Regions from separate parts of the Sus scrofa genome. Here region 2 is linked to region 1. Evidence: chromatin contacts called from public HiChIP or PLAC-seq data. All regions are on one chromosome and are shown on one strand. The core of a region is the stretch at or near the end of the contact, and the rest is flanking DNA. Distances in the headings are between cores, read along the strand shown. Region 1 holds the start of RECQL5 (ATP-dependent DNA helicase Q5). Region 2 holds the start of FDXR (ferredoxin reductase).

The links. HiChIP or PLAC-seq counts read pairs in DNA pulled down with a chosen protein or histone mark.
Region 2: an H3K27ac HiChIP or PLAC-seq map of alveolar macrophages shows a contact between it and region 1. The contact joins the promoter of FDXR here to the promoter of RECQL5 in region 1. A contact is called at or near these places in 1 of 47 Hi-C or Micro-C datasets (heart right ventricle) and 1 of 2 datasets of contacts at active chromatin or transcription factors (alveolar macrophages).

The regions. Positions count from the first base shown.
Region 1 is chr12:5,730,853-5,734,106 of Sscrofa11.1, forward strand. RECQL5 (ATP-dependent DNA helicase Q5) reads left to right here and starts at 1,484. Exons shown (of 20, transcript XM_021066624.1): 1 at 1,484-1,666; 2 at 2,308-2,439. The coding sequence starts at 2,322. SAP30BP (SAP30-binding protein) reads right to left here and starts at 1,394. Exons shown (of 11, transcript XM_003357968.4): 1 at 1,209-1,394. The coding sequence starts at 1,314.
Region 2 is chr12:6,370,821-6,374,074 of Sscrofa11.1, forward strand. It overlaps FDXR (ferredoxin reductase), which reads left to right and starts at 1,475. Exons shown (of 12, transcript NM_001244727.1): 1 at 1,475-1,591; 2 at 2,369-2,466. The coding sequence starts at 1,513.

The DNA.
Region 1 (3,254 bases), core at 234-2,733:
AAAAAAAAAAATGAATGGGGAAAAGAACGCAAGGAAACACTTGGGTGATTTGAGTGGCCAGGATTATTTCCGAAGATCAAAAGAAAACCTAAATGACCTTAGGCCCAGATTCCGCTTTGGGGAAAGTTACTACCTTTAGAGTATGAATTCCTTACAAGAACAGGGAAGAACACCGAGTAACATTAAATTCCATTTCCAGTGCTTCCAAGCCATCCATTATGCCAACGGAAGCCTTCCCTTCTCTGAACTATTGTACCACGTCAAGCATCTCTTTCGATCTGCATATGTCTACCTTGTATCCCAGGCACCAATGAACTTGTCTTTTCTTACAAGATCAGGACTCAAATGTCCTCCCCTAGGAACAGGACCTTGAACAGGGGCCACCTCGAGAGGTTCCCCATTTATACCTACTTGAGAAACAAAATCTCTTTCTATGTTTAAAAAAAACCCCAAACATCAGCAACCCCCCCCAAACAATACAAATTACCAAGAAACCACCAGAGAGCCTCCTGACAGGCAAAGACCACACAAAACTATGAGAAGCTAAACGAGGCCAAATCCTCCCTCACTTTCCAGATGAGGAAACCAAGGTCCAGATACACTGGGTAATTTGCTGCCTCTCTATACTGCCATAAAAATCTGCTCTCACTTCCTAGTAACGTGATTCTCAACCTGAGCAGGGCAACAAAATCACTGGTGGGCTTTGACAACTCACAAAGTAATGGAATCACCAAGGAGCCTTGGAAAGCTCGCAAATGCTCAGATCCTTCCCCAGATGTACAGAATTACTCTCTTTGACAGTGGAGACCGGATGCGTGTCATTTTAAAAGCTCCGAGACACGTCTAGGGTACATTACTAATTAAAAGTTTCGCTCTCCTCCACCAAACAATAAGCCCGGACAAAATATGCAGTGGTTCAGAAGCCTTGGATCCTCTCCACCCTTGGTCCACCCTTCTCCCCGGTATGATGCCCAGTACGGAGAAGACTTTCAATAGGTTCCGACAGGATAATCGAATCAACAGAAGGAGACGGTCCATTCTTACAAAAGAGCATCTAACGCTCGGTCTAGCCCAGGACCCTGAGCACCCTCCGGGGCTCCGGCGCCCGATGCTTGGGGCACAAAGACTCCCTCTTTCCCTCCCGCCCTATTAGGGAAGCATCATTCAGGGCAGACACCCGATTTCCCCCCTTCTAGCTCCCTACTCACCAGCCGCGCTGCCTGCCGTTTCCACTCCAGCTTCGCCGTCAGACTCGGGCTCTGAATCTTCCGCATAAACTGCCAGAGACGACAGGACATTCTTCTTCCCCGCCATCTTATTCCCGCACACCCGGCGCGCCTCACTTCTATGACTCCAAAAAGCCGACTTCCGTGCAGAAAGGCGACTTCTTCCGGATCCCAGGAGACCCCGCGCCTGTTTCAGACAGAGAACCAATCAAAAAGGCCGTTTCCGCGCTTGGCTCCGCCCCTCATCCCCGCGCCGGCAGAACGTCATCACTGCGAGACGGATTCAGGATTAAGTGGGTTTTACCTGACATTGCAGTCCCAGCGGTTTGGCTTCTCAGGGTTACCTGAGGGTTATGGGGGTCTTCGAGTAGTTCCCGAGCCCGTGGGCAGCAGCGGCCCGACAAGAGCCCTTCGCCCCTGGGAGCCCACTGCCGGCTCTGATATCTTGGGGTGAAGAGAGGGAGGCTTTGGCTGGGGAAGGGAGAAAAGAGCGAATCTGAGGCTCAGAGGAGGATGAAGGAAGAGCTTTCCTCTGGGGGTTGGGAAGAAGGTGTCGGGGTCCTGGGGGGAAGAGTGGTCCTCATGGCTGTGCTTGTAGAGCAAAGGGTGGGTCATAGAAAAATAATTCCACTTCCTCCAAATCCTTCCGAAGACATTTGTGCTTCTTCTCGTGATCTAATTTCCAGCTCTGTGCTATGCTGGGGCCTGGCATAGTTCGATGTGTTATTTTCACTGAGCGTAAGAATGGAGATGTCATTTACCTAGGAATGTATTGCTGGAGGCTGTTCACCCGGAGCTATATTTCTTGAAAATAATATATCGTTCGAGTGTAACAAAGCAAATTTAGTTCCTGCCGTGGCGCAGTGGGTTAAGGATCCTGCTTTGCCTCAGCTGTAGCGTAGGTTGCAGCTGCAGCTCAGATTTGATTATTGACCAGGGATGTTCCACATGCCAGGAGTCTGGTCAAAAAAAGAAAAAAAGCAAATTTTTACTCAGAAAAAATAAGCAGTCTTTGAAAAGCAGAACAGGGGGTTCTTGTTGCAACCATAGGATCATCACCTTTGCCTTAACATTTGGCCACTGTCTATTGGTAAGATGAGCACCCACCCTTTTGACCCTGAGCGTCGCGTCCGGAGCACGTTGAAGAAGGTCTTTGGGTTTGACTCTTTTAAGACGCCTTTACAGGAGAGTGCGATCATGGCTGTAGTGAAAGGTAATATTAACCAAACTGCCTGTGTTTACACTTGTGCTGGCTGTCCCCTAACACCACCAAAGAACGCCTTCTTTTTGACCCTTCTTACCTTCCCACCCTTGGGCCATGTTTGGTTTTGGAGATCTTACAGACCTGTCACCCAAAACTTGAAGCTTTCTCTCTCTCTCTCTCTCTCTCTCTCTCTCTCTCTCTTTCTTTTTGGCTGCACGTGGAAGTTCCGGGGTCAGGGATTGCGCCTGAGCCACAGCAGTGACACCGCCAGATCCTTATCCTGCTGAGCCACCAGGGAACTCCCCCAAACTTGCAGTTTTATTGGCAGAACCACCCAGCTGTTTTGCCTCTTATATTCATAGTCAGAGCTAAGGTTATCTTTGGAAACAATTCGTAAATTTCCATTCTCATTTGTTGGTGTATAGGCAGTAACGGAGGGATAGCAGACATAGCCTAAGCCAGTCACTGGCCTCGTAGGTAATTCCATTGTTGAAGATGGCGTGGCCTGAGTCCCAAATGGGGAAGGAAGGTGTGATAATATTATAAGCCTGAAGTTTGTTGATAAATAGAGGTTGTCCAGAGGGGAGCAGCAGTACGATGTTAATTACATGATAACATTTATCAACAAAAGACCTCTAGGTGATGTTGCTTCCATGTCTACACAGATAAGCCCACTGATCCAGAAGTATTCAGCTTGCATAGCTGCTCAGTTCACTGATCCGTATTCTAGCAGATTCTGTCTTCTTTTTTTGCTTTTTAGGGCCGAGGGTGCAGCACCAGGAAGTTCCCAGGCTAGGGGTCGAATCAGAGCTGCAGCTGCTGGC
Region 2 (3,254 bases), core at 225-2,724, 640 kb after region 1:
TTTTTTTGTCTTTTTGCTATTTCCTTGGGCTGCTTCCGCGGCATATGGAGGTTCCCAGGCTAGGGGTCGAATCGGAGCTGTAGCCACCGGCCTACGCCAGAGCCACAGCAACGCGGGATCCGAGCCGCATCTGCAACCTACACCACAGCTCGCAGCAACGCCGGATCGTTAACCCACTGAGCAAGGGCAGGGACCGAACCCGCAACCTCATGGTTCCTAGTCGGATTCGTTAACCACTGCGCCACGACGGGAACTCCCCCCAAATAAATCTTAACTCACAACGTTAGACACGTGCATTTTCCTTTCAATCGACACTTGAATTAAAAAGATAATTAAAACAAAACAGTGTACCCTCCCATTGTGACAAAACGGCATCGGTGGCGTCTTAGGAGCGCTGGGACACAGGTTCGATTTCAGCCCGGCCACAGGGAGTTAAGGATCTGGCATTGCCACAAGCTGCGGTGTAGGTTACAGATGTGGCTCGGATCTGGCATTGCTGTGGCTGTGGCGTAGGCCGGCAACTGAAGCTACGATTTGACCCCTAGCCTAAGAACTTCCATATGCCGCGGGCGGGGCCCTAAAACACACACACACACACACACACACACGGATTTTTGCCTTATCTTTGATCTTTTGAGATACTGCATTACAATATTATTAACTTGATTACGAGGTTTTTGGCGCCCCGTATATTTTGCTCGGAAGGCCAGTGCCTCATTCACCTCACCCTACTCTAGTCTGTTGGACAAGGGTGGGAGACTGCCTATGTCTTAGTACAGACACTTGGGTAAGACCGTCTTCCTCTGTTCCCTCACCTATGTGAAAGGGAAGAGGGTTAAGCAACAAGATCTCCAAGGTTTAAAATTCTCCTAGTCTGGACCTGGACAGCCTTTTTCCGGGTCACACCTGTAATAACGCCCACCGTCGGAGAAAGCAGTAGCTAAAGTCTCGGCAGGAGATCCTTTTTCTCAGACTCTCGGACTCCGTAGTTATTACCCAATGGGCGAGGAGTCTCGCTAGAACCCGGCTTGTGATTGGCTAGAACAAAAAAAGAGCCGGGGTAAACCATCAAATAGGAACGGTGCCTAGCGTCATCAGCGAGCGACGAGAGAGCATCCAGAGGGAGTGGCTGAGTAAAGTAAGCTCCTTTCTAATTGGCTCTCTCTTTCAGGAGGAGTTGAAACAGCAATGGGGATTTGCTCTCCTCCAACTCTAGCTCCAGATAATTGGAGAGACCGTGAAGATTGGGGAAAAATTTATTAAGTCACCTGCAGCCCGGAAGTCCTGGGGGGCGGACCTTTAGCGGAGTGGGTGGACTGGGGGGGCGGGATTCTTTCAGGAGTTGGGGTGGAGCGGCCACACTAAGCTTTCCTCGAGAGGGGGAGGCGGGGCTTGGGGCGGGCCCGCGCTTGTGGGCGGGGTCAGGAGAAGGGCGAGGGAGGGGCCGCAACCTGCGCGGGGCGCAGGGCGGTCAGAGCGATCGGATCTGCAAGCTGGTTACTCTTCTCAGGAATGGCTCTGCGCTGCTGGCGCTGGTGGCACTGGTCGGCGTGGCCTCGGACCCGGCCGCCTCCTTCCGGGAGCACACAGAGTAGGAACAGGGCACCTTTAGAGCTGGATGGGAGAGCGGGGAGGCCTACGAGCGCTAAGTATAGCGGTCGGAGCCGAGCTGGGGCAGAGCTGGAGAGGGGAGAGAGGGGATCCGGGGCGAGACTGGAGGGGTGCACTCGTGCAGACGAGATGCGGGTGGTGTGCGGGGGCACATGGCGGCCTGTGTGGTGAAAGAAGAGGCTCCTGAGGTGAGACAGTGGTCAGCGACGGCGAGAAGGGGAGCCCATGATGTTCACAAGTGTGAGAAAGAGTGGATGAGGGTGACATGGAGTTCTGTGGGGCAAGAGGGAAGTCTGAGGCGAAACAGGAGTCTTTATGGGCTACAATGTAGGGCTCTGTGGAGAGAGGGGGGTTAGAAAAAGTAAAATGAGGCATTGTGGGGCGATCCACAGGGGTGAGATTGGGATGATATGGGGTCTTTGGAAAAATGTATATTCTTGCTGGGTCGGTAAGGACCCGGTAAGAAAAATTAAGAAGTACTGCACAGGGCAGCTTCGGGGGTGATAGGGATTGTTGAGTGGCAACTTCCGAAGCATAGGAAGTTCATGGGTGAGATGGGAGCTCTGGATGGAGACACAGCCCTTGGGGTTTCAGAAGAAGTAAGGGACCCTGCAAACTCCAAAGCTCTGAGGAAAAGGAGGAGGACGTAGATGAGGGTAAAGCCTGGGAAGCTCCGTCTTCTGTTTGACACTCAAGTTGGCTTGAGATGGGGGAGGGAGCCTTGATGTGACCTTCCTCTTCTGTCCCCCTGCCCTAGGCTTCCGCCAGCAGTTCTCCACACAGGAGCAGACCCCCCAGATCTGTGTGGTGGGCAGTGGCCCAGCTGGCTTTTACACGGCCCAACACCTGCTAAAGGTAAGCCTCTTCCTCCTGCTTCCCTTTACCATATTCACCTGCTGCTCCAGTCCTAAGGGCAAACTCCACCCTTTTGGGTTTTAAAAGCCCTCCTGGATCCCTGATGGGGAAGGGACCCCAAGCCCATCTAGATGGAACACTACCTGGAGTTCCTGTTGTGGCGCAGCGGAAATGAATCTGACTTGTATCCATGAGGATGTGGGTCCGATTCCCAGCCTTGCTCAGTGGGTTAAGGATCCAGCGTTGCTGTGAGCTGTAGTGTAGGTCGCAGACGCAGCTCAGATCCTGAATTGCTATGGCTTTGTTGTAGGCCGGCAACTGTGGTTCCAGTTCCACCCCCTAGCCTGGGAACTTCCATATGCCTCGGGTGAGGCCCTAAAAAGCAAAAGAAAAAGAAGGGACACTCCCTATATGCTTTGTCACCTACATTTGCGGCTCCCCATAGGTTCTCAGCTGTGAGAGAAGTGAGTTTGCCTCATGGTGATGGCCAGTGGTCCGAGGCAGATGGTGGGCTCTTCTTTCTTGGTCACGTCCTCCAGGGAGCTTATGCAGACCTGCTTGATGACTTTGTCCTCCCCATGTCTTCCCGTCTTCCTCCTCTGCCTCCACCATCCCCAACATCCTGCATCTCCAGGCCATCCCCTCTTCTCAGGCTTTCTGTAACTTCAGGTACCTCCCCGTGCTCTCCGCAGCAATAGCTCCAGGCCTCCCCGTGCTGCTAGTCTTTCAGCTGCTCTCCACCCCCATTCCTCCCCTTTCCTGCACCCCATGGCCAGGCTCTCAAGGTT